Linked DNA regions of Mus musculus: region 2 is linked to region 1. Evidence: chromatin contacts called from public promoter capture Hi-C data. All regions are on one chromosome and are shown on one strand. The core of a region is the stretch at or near the end of the contact, and the rest is flanking DNA. Distances in the headings are between cores, read along the strand shown. Region 1 holds the start of Smagp (small cell adhesion glycoprotein). Region 2 holds the start of Acvrl1 (activin A receptor, type II-like 1).

Region 1 (4,141 bases), core at 1,035-3,534:
AACAGACATAGTGCCGAGCAGTGGTGGCGCACGCCTTTAATCCCAGCACTTGGGAGGCAGAGGCAGGATTTCTGAGTTTGAGGCCAGCCTGGTCTACAAAGTGAGTTCCAGGATAGCCAGGGCTATACAGAAAAACCCTGTCTCGAAAAACAAAACAAAACAATCAGAAACGGACATAGTCTCCAACAAGACACTTTTCTCCAGATGTCCAGGTGACCAACAAGCACACAAGAACATGCTTGGACATCACTAGTCACTAGGGAAACAAAGTCACAACGAGACACCATCTCCCACCCACTAAGACACTAGTGCCACACTTGCCCTGAATAACACACACCTGTTAGAGAGGGTGTGGAGAAATCAGAACCTTTGTATGCTGCTGGTGGAGATATAAATAACACAGCTACTAAGAAAAACTCTATCATGGTTCTTTTCAAATATATCAATTGCTATATATTAACAACAACTCCACTTTGGGATATACATCCAGAAGAATTAAAAGTAAAAGCAAATGTCAACCAGAACAGACGGCATGGATGTCCCTTGAAGTATTGTGCTAGATGAAATAACCAGACGGGAAGGGGTAAACACTGAGCCTCACTTCACTCTTCTAGAGACTTTGTTGCAAAGCTCGCCTCCCACTCCAGAGCCTTTACCCACCAGCCTGAAGGGCTGTCCTCCGTTCCTCTTTGCCCACCACTTCTCACCAAGCAGCAGTCTGAATCACGTGCTCCACTAGTTCCAGGAGAAACTGCCTCAGATTTTGCCTTCCCCGGGTTCTCCCTCCCCGAACTTCATATCAGCAAAAAACAGTGTCCCTCAAAGTGAACGTTTGTTCTATACATAAGAAAACAAGTTAGTTCCTCCCACACCCAGGCTGGCACAAGGTGAAACCAATTAATATGTAAATATCCGTCAGCGCGCCAGAACCAGCCTGATTAGGAAAGGAAAGGTGAGACTCAATTCACCACCTGGCTCCTAGAATTTTTAAACACACCCCACATCCCTCTAGCCCAGGCTAGACTTAAATTCACTATTTAGCTGAGGATAACCTTGAGTTTCTGGTACTCCCGCCTCTACGTCCCAAGTTGCAGGGACTGCAGGCACAAGCCATCAAAATGGGTTTCATCTCAAGTTCTCTACCAATTAAGCGACATCACGAGTCCTCCCGGTTATCTTTAGAAGATTCCCTTTCTCCTTTACTTAACTACTGGGGTGAATGTAAAAATGGCTCCTTTGGGCATCAAAGAACTTCCTAAACCCAGGTGACTCGCAGTGCTTGGAATTGGTCCGGTCCAGACTTGAGAATAAAATAGCGCAAAAGGGCACACTGAAGTTGAATTCTGTTTTCTTGGAGCTTTTTCCTGCGTGAGGCCCGACAGCGGGTTGGTAGGGGTAGGGTGGGGTGGAGTGGGGTGGGGATGGGTGAGTCTTCCAGTCTACACTGAGTGAGGCCTCGCGGAATTCCAAGACCTGTTCTGGGGTGGGAATTCTTAAACAGCCCCCCTACTCCATAACTTTCATCACCTACCTTCAGGAGAAGGTGTGGCCGGTAGGTTGTTCATCGTTGCTGAGGGCAGGCTATTTCGTAGGGTCAGATCTGTGGGAAGAAGGACGGACAAGAATGAGGTGGACGGGCTCCTGAGGTCGCAGGGCTTGTAGATCCCAGGAGAGCCTCGGGCGCCAGGTTTTCCCCGAGTCCCTTCCCCTGGATATATCCACTCTCTTCCTTTCGGTTCTAATCAGCTTCCATAAACAAATCCTTCCCCCAAGAGCTGACCCTGGTCGCAGGGTCGGGGAATGGGTGGCGTTGGTGACCCTTTCCCCAGGCCTGGGAAAGTTAAGCAAGGGTCGGCCCGGTTGCGCCCATGAGCGATCCGGGTCCCTTAGCCACCTGCATTACCTGGGCTTCCAGGGCCAGGAGCCCCGCCGAGCCGTCCGCTGGGTGCGCCCCGCTCCCCGGGGATCCCGCGTGCCCCGGGCCCGCGCCCTGGCCGTCGAGTGTCCCTGCAGCCGCGCAGTACCCGTGCGGGTCAGGTCGCAGGCGCGCGGCGGCCGAGTGCGGGCTCCGGGCTTCCGCGCAGCGCGCTCACCTTTCCAGTCCGACGGGCGGGCAGGGCCGGGCGCCGCGCGTCCTTTTGAACTCGCCGGGGTGGGAGCGGCCGAGAGTCGCCGGAGCCGCGCCCGGGACCCCGCGCCGAGCGGCCGCCGAGCCCGGACCGCGGTGGGAGGGACAGGAAGGAGCTCGGGGCCGCCCTCAGCAGGTTCCCCCGGGAGGAAAGGCCACTGTCCGGAGCCGCTCCGCCCCCGTGCCGGGCTCGGCCGGGGTCGGCAGCGCCAGCTGTAGGGCGAGCGAGGGGCGTGTCCCGCGGGAGCTCAGTCACGCGTGGGCCCTCTGGAGTCCGCGACTTCGGGGCGACTTAGCCGAGCACCTCCCGGGGCCACCTGGACCTTCCGCGTGCGACCTTCCCAGGAGGCGGTGGAGCGTGGAGAGGGTAGGAGGTGTGGCTGTGGGCTGTTTAGGATTAAAAGCTCCAGCGTAAGTGCTTGCCAGCTGGGTGGCTGTGGGCACATTCCTGAACACCTCAGTAGTCGGTTTCCTCATCCCTAAAATGGGGACTGAAAGTGGCAATTCCCGTAAGGCCGTTTTACAGCCTTGGTCCTAGCCCGAGGCAAGCGCCTTGATTTAAATATTCATCAGTGCTGTACTTTAGCAGCAGTTGGACTCACGTCAGTGACAGGAAATGCTCCCAAATTAACTAGAGGAACTCGTTGACTAAGAGGCAATAATTCTATATAACAGGCTCTGGAGGTGGTCCCGCTGTGTAAGCTAGCGCAGGTTACTTCTGATTCTTTGGGCAAAGCTGTGTGAACTCAGGGTTAGGGTTATTGCGGAGCTCCAATGAGTTGCCTAGAACCTCACCTAGCACATGATAATGTGCTCAAAAAACACTGGCCAGGTTACCTGGGTAGCTCACTGAGGGTCGGACCTGACCAACCACACTTGGCTTTCATGTCTTTTTTTTTTTTTTTCTTTAAAATATAACCTTTAAAAGTTGCTTTGGGGGGCGGGGGAGGGGGGGAGAGGGGTTAGCTGGAGAAAGGCTCCCAGTAGTTCACAACGTCCTGTGATTCAGTTTCAGGAGATCTTGATGCCCTCTTCTGGCCTCCACCGGCACCGGCAGGCTCACTTAAAACTTTGCTGGGGCTGATGAGAAAGCTTAGTCAGTGAAGATACCTAACTGCCTTGTAAAGCTAACAACTGAGTTTCCCAGAAACCACAAGCTGGCCTCAGGTTAGGACCCACTGCCTCAGCTTTGGTATTGCTGGCACGACAGGTTGGCACATGACACCCAGTCTATACCCAGACGCAGCCTGTCAACACTGTCCAGAGTCTGGGGAGCAGGGACTCAGGATGCGTCTGTGTCAGACCTCCATAAGGAGTCAAGTGAATCGATGATGGACACGGTCTCACATGGACAGCCAGTCTTCTCCAAGAGTGAAACTTAAGCCTCGGAAACTGAAGCAGCCATGCTTTTGTCAACAGACCTCTAGGGACCTCAGGGCAGACAAGAGACAGGTGACATTTATCTTCGCCTGGCTTTATTGGCTTCCTTGTGCTTCTACTGGGGTGGCCGTGTTCTGTGTCCTTGCCTTTTTCCTGGATGATGTCTGGGCCAACTGTTCAGTTCCCGGCTGAGACTGTCCACACTACCCAAGCATGTGGGCCCTTTCCTTCCCCCTTGGATGCTTCCTTGGGATCGCAGTAAAGTACCATGTTCACAGCGTAGTGCATTTTCCACTCTAGCTGTGCCTCTGTTGTAGCAGTTACTGACTTACCCCCCACCCCCATCAGACAGGAAGTCCTACAACTTGGACATGGCCTACTCCCCCAAAGAGTTCCCATTTTATTGGGGGGGGGAGAGACAAAGACAAAGCAAACCCCATAAGCAAAAGGCTTGAACTGGGTTTCTCCAGACTTTTTTTTTAAAGACAGCAGCACCTGTATCACATAGCAAAAGCTGACCTTGAAGTTCTGGTCCTCCCACCTCCGAGGACTGATCTTGGCAGGTAGGTGTCTGCCCACCTGCCTGGTTTATGTAGTGCTGGGGAATCAAATCCAGGCCTCCGAGGATGTTAG
Region 2 (4,141 bases), core at 438-2,937, 490 kb after region 1:
ACCCTGCTGGGAAGTCTTCTGAGTCCCTGGATCTAAATCGGAATTCTTTGGGCCTGTTTCATTTCGTTCTGTCCTCAGAATATAGGAACAGCTGGGCCTTGTGAGCAACTAATTCTTGTAGACTTGGACGCAGTCTGTAATTCCTTTTCTATGTCCTCATTGGCCTGAGGCCCTAGTGCTTTCTCCAACTCTTGTCACTCCTCCCACATCCCCCGCCCCTGCCCCAAGCTCCCCGTGCACTATGGGAGGCTTGGGTTCACAAGAACAGCCCAGGCACCAGCCAGTGTCGGGAACGCTAAGAAGAGGGGAAAGATGCCACCCCTGTCCACAGCTTCTCTTCAACCTCCTAAATTGACTTCTCTCCGTCTTACTTCACAGGCCTGCCCACAGAAACTCTTCAGTCCCCACTGACCCCCTCAGCCACTTCCCAGCTCCTGACCTTACCCATGGTCCCCTATCTGCCCCTTCCCAAGGAGGCGGACCTTAGACTTGGGCTGCAGAGGTCCCATGGGTCCTGTCCCACTCAAGACAGAGAGCCGCCGGCTGGAGAATGAAAGGCTTACCGGAAGCCATGGCATGTGGGAGGAAGAGTGGGTGTGAAGATGGTCATGTATCCAAGCTCCCTGTTCTATAGAGTGTAACAAAGCGACCACCACAATCTGGAAAAGCAGATACTGTAATCCATAGTACTGCAAGACATGGTCTGTCCTGACCCTGAAATTTGGTTGAGCCGGGGCTCTGGAAGGTCATGGGGCTCACAATTCAAGAAGCTGCTAGCATGTGGAGCTCAGCAGAGGAAGTAAGACCAGTGGGAGCCTCCCGCCTTTCTCTCCCCCAGCCTCTATCCTTGCCAAAGGATAGGGCACCTCTGTCCCATCTTGCAAAATCTACATGACAGGCATGACACCTTAGAGATTGCTTCTGTGTTCTCCCACTGGGCTAGGGCCACCCCTTCCCTAGCCTTCTCAAATATTAGCCGACAAACTCCTTCCTTGAGGAACTTAGATAGGCACCATCTTTTACCGTTTGAAAGATGGAACACTATGCTCATTAGTAGCGGGGGGGGGGGGGGGGGGTTGAAGCCCCTGGAGGTGTTAGTGGGGTCACAGCAACTAGCCTGGATTCCCAGCTGGTGGAACTACTTCAAGGTCCCCCACAAGGATATTCACAAGGCTAAGAGTAAAACTCAAGTCCTGCCCAGGAAAGCATAGATTTTCACCCAGTCCCAGCCTGTACTGCCGATCAGGAAGAGGAAGAGTGTCCTGTCTTCCCCATCCCGAGCCCTCTGCCCAACTCCCCAGCCGCAGGTCCCAGCCTCACAAGGTTCCATGCCCCAAATTCTAAAGCTCCCCATCTGGTAGTTGTGCCCCGCCCCCATCCCGTGGTTGGGGTCCCAGCCCGGCTAGACAAAAAGGACACGGCTGAACAGAAAAGACAAGGTGGCCTTTCCCTCTATTCTGGCCACCCCTGACCTGAGGGAGAGGAACAACTAACTGTCAAGCCTTGAGGTGCACAGACCAGACTGACTCAGAACGGACCTATCTAGGTTTCTTTAGCCCGAGGCTGAGCGTTGATGGCCAGCACTGTGGACAACGGAAGGGAACAAAAGTATTAAGGGTGAAGGGCTGGAATTTGGAGGCAAAAAGATTTAAGCCAACTGGAGAATCCAAAGGGCGGAGCCAACTCTGGAGCAGACACTCCCAGCCCAAACTCAGCTTTCTTAGCGCTGTTCCTTAGGAGTGAGCACAGGTAAGTTGGCTGCTACCTCACGCGGGTCCCTCCCTGAAGCCCTCACGAATCTAGATTTCTGCCTCTGGGTGCAGGCTACCCTCTCCTGGCCTAGAGCGACGCTTCCGCAGCTAGCTCAGTCCCTACGTTCCTACCCAGGACGCACGGGACCCCAATGCCTGGGTTCGAAGCCTGTCCCTTCGTGGCAGGGAGGGGCTGGGGTGGTCGCACTCGGTCTGCAGCCCTCTAGAGCCGAGCCCTGCTGCTGGGAGGCGTACTGGGCAATAGGAAACGAGTTATTAGGAGGGAGTGGTGGAGCCGGGCCAGGCAGGAAGAAGCTAGAATAAGAAACATTTTGCTCCAGCCCCTTCCCAGTCCCCGGAGGCCGCCGCGCCAGCCGCGCAGATCGAGACCTTTCCCGGCCCCACAGGCCGGCTCTGGACGTGAGACCCCGGCCGCCTCCGGCAAGGAGAGGCGGGGGTCGAGTCGCCCTGTCCAAAGGTGAGTCGGAGTGCCGCTGGGCCGGGCAGGGAGACCTGTCCCTGGTCTCAGGGGGACCCTTCTTTATGTGGATCTCAAAGACCTCTCAGACGGCGCGTGGCAGGGTCAGTTTTAGCCGGGCAAGACAGTCAGCAGTCCCCTGGTTGTGGACACACACCTCCCTGCTACCCCGACCTGAGCGTGGAAGGGGGCGGGTCGAGCACGGATGGGGAATCAAAAAACTTTTTTTGCTAGGTATCCTGAGGCCTTTAGCTTCTCTTCCCTGCCGAGATTAACTCTTCTACCCTTATCTATAAAGGTAAAACGGGACTGAAAGATTCTTCCCTCCTGAGCTCCAGGGTGCTCTGTTGACATAGGAGCGACTTCCCTTGCGGAACCTCCTCATAGAGACCACTTAACCTGGCACCCCAATCCTTATCTCTATAGGGTCACAGAATTCCCCTGCCGTGGGTGTCCTTGACATTCCCCTTTAGGGACTCCTGGCCCTCCCCCAGGCTGAGATCCAGGCAGTCAGTCAGCCCTGCAGAGAACAGCTCTGCTTTCTTAGGTCTTCCTTTGAAGGACACATTCCCCTGCTCACGAGCAACTTCTGGATGAGTTCGGCCCCCTCTCTGACCCTCCAGGGTCAGTCTGTCTAGGGGGTCTGTCTAGGGTCTTTCCTCTCTGGATCCTCACCACTCTAGCTGGCCCCCCACCTGTCTTCACAATTATCCTTCTTTGTTGTGGGTGGTTTTGCTCACACAGCCTATCAGATGGGAGATAACTGTGCCCAGCTTGTGGAAGAGAGGTCAGCTTCAGGCTTTGGATGACTCTGAGAAGGGTGTCAGTCAATGACATCAGGAGACACCATGGTTGGGAGGTTTTTTGTTTGTGTTTGTTTGTTTGTTTGTTTTTGATACAGAGCTGGCCTCAGATTTTCAGTCCACCTGATTCAGCTTTAGTCTCTTTCCTGCCCTGCCTCAGGAGGCTTCTGAGTGCTGGGATACAGGTCAGTGCCGGCACATCTGGCTGCCGAGGGCTTGCTCCGTGCCACTTGCCACACAGTTGAGTAACTCTCGTGGGTCTCACCTGGGAAATGGTACTCTTCTTATGCCAATCTCCAAGCTGTGAGACGTAGCTGCCACAGACCACCCTAGCTAGGTATGGGGGTCCCTGGGATGTGGGTTCTCGAGGCTAGGTAGGTAAGGATTTGGCGGTGACAAACAGAAACAAACACAGAGGCCAGGAACAATACTCAATACTGCCAGGAACATGCCTGTTCCTGGACTGTGAATGTCCCATGATTCTTACCTCCTCGCCATCTTAACTCGATGTGTCTCTGTGGAGGAGTCTGCAGCACTCTGACGAGGTCCTCTCCTTACCTGAGAAAGTATTTTTTTTTTTTTTAGAAAAAGGATAGAGAAAGCTTACCTGCCTCGAGCCCCACATTGAACCCCAGCTTCCACGGACCACCCCAGTCGGGTGCTTGCTCAGGGCCAGTGTGTTGGTCTGTGTGCTGTATAGGAGTCTCTCCTTTCTGCAGCTTCCCGGTCAGAGATCTTAGTCACTTACAATTAACTGTGGTGTGAAAACAGTCAATGGGAATTTCCAGAACTAGGGAAGATATATATTTATATATATATATATATGTATATATATATATATATATATATATAATTTAAATCCATACTGTCTCCAGAATGTAGCGAAGTCTCACCTCCCCTCACCTCATCGGTCATATGAATCATCTCTTTGTCCAGTACATCTATACTGTACACTTTACCTGTCAGTCACCTAGTAGCTGTCAGGGTTATCAGATTGATCGAGAAACCTTTATTTTAGTCAACCATGGTCTCAATTGCAAGCTCAGGGGTGCTGGTGACTCAGTACACCAAGGAGAAGCTTTATAATGCTCCCTTTAAGTAAAAAGACA

The links. Promoter capture Hi-C pulls out the DNA fragments that hold promoters and counts their contacts.
Region 2: a promoter capture Hi-C map of liver shows a contact between it and region 1, with 3 times the contacts expected there. The contact joins the promoter of Acvrl1 here to the promoter of Smagp in region 1. A contact is called at or near these places in 8 of 39 promoter capture datasets (the 3T3-L1 cell line, 3T3-L1-derived adipocytes, the C10 cell line and 3 more), 1 of 484 Hi-C or Micro-C datasets (liver), 2 of 115 datasets of contacts at active chromatin or transcription factors (bone marrow-derived macrophages and embryonic stem cells) and 1 of 9 other capture datasets (adipose tissue).

What each region holds. Positions count from the first base shown.
Region 1 is chr15:100,634,656-100,638,796 of GRCm38.p6, forward strand. Smagp (small cell adhesion glycoprotein) reads right to left here and starts at 2,285. Exons shown (of 4, transcript NM_174992.4): 1 at 1,904-2,285; 2 at 1,532-1,600. The coding sequence starts at 1,565.
Region 2 is chr15:101,126,835-101,130,975 of GRCm38.p6, forward strand. Acvrl1 (activin A receptor, type II-like 1) reads left to right here and starts at 1,688. Exons shown (of 11, transcript NM_001277257.1): 1 at 1,688-1,749; 2 at 2,093-2,229.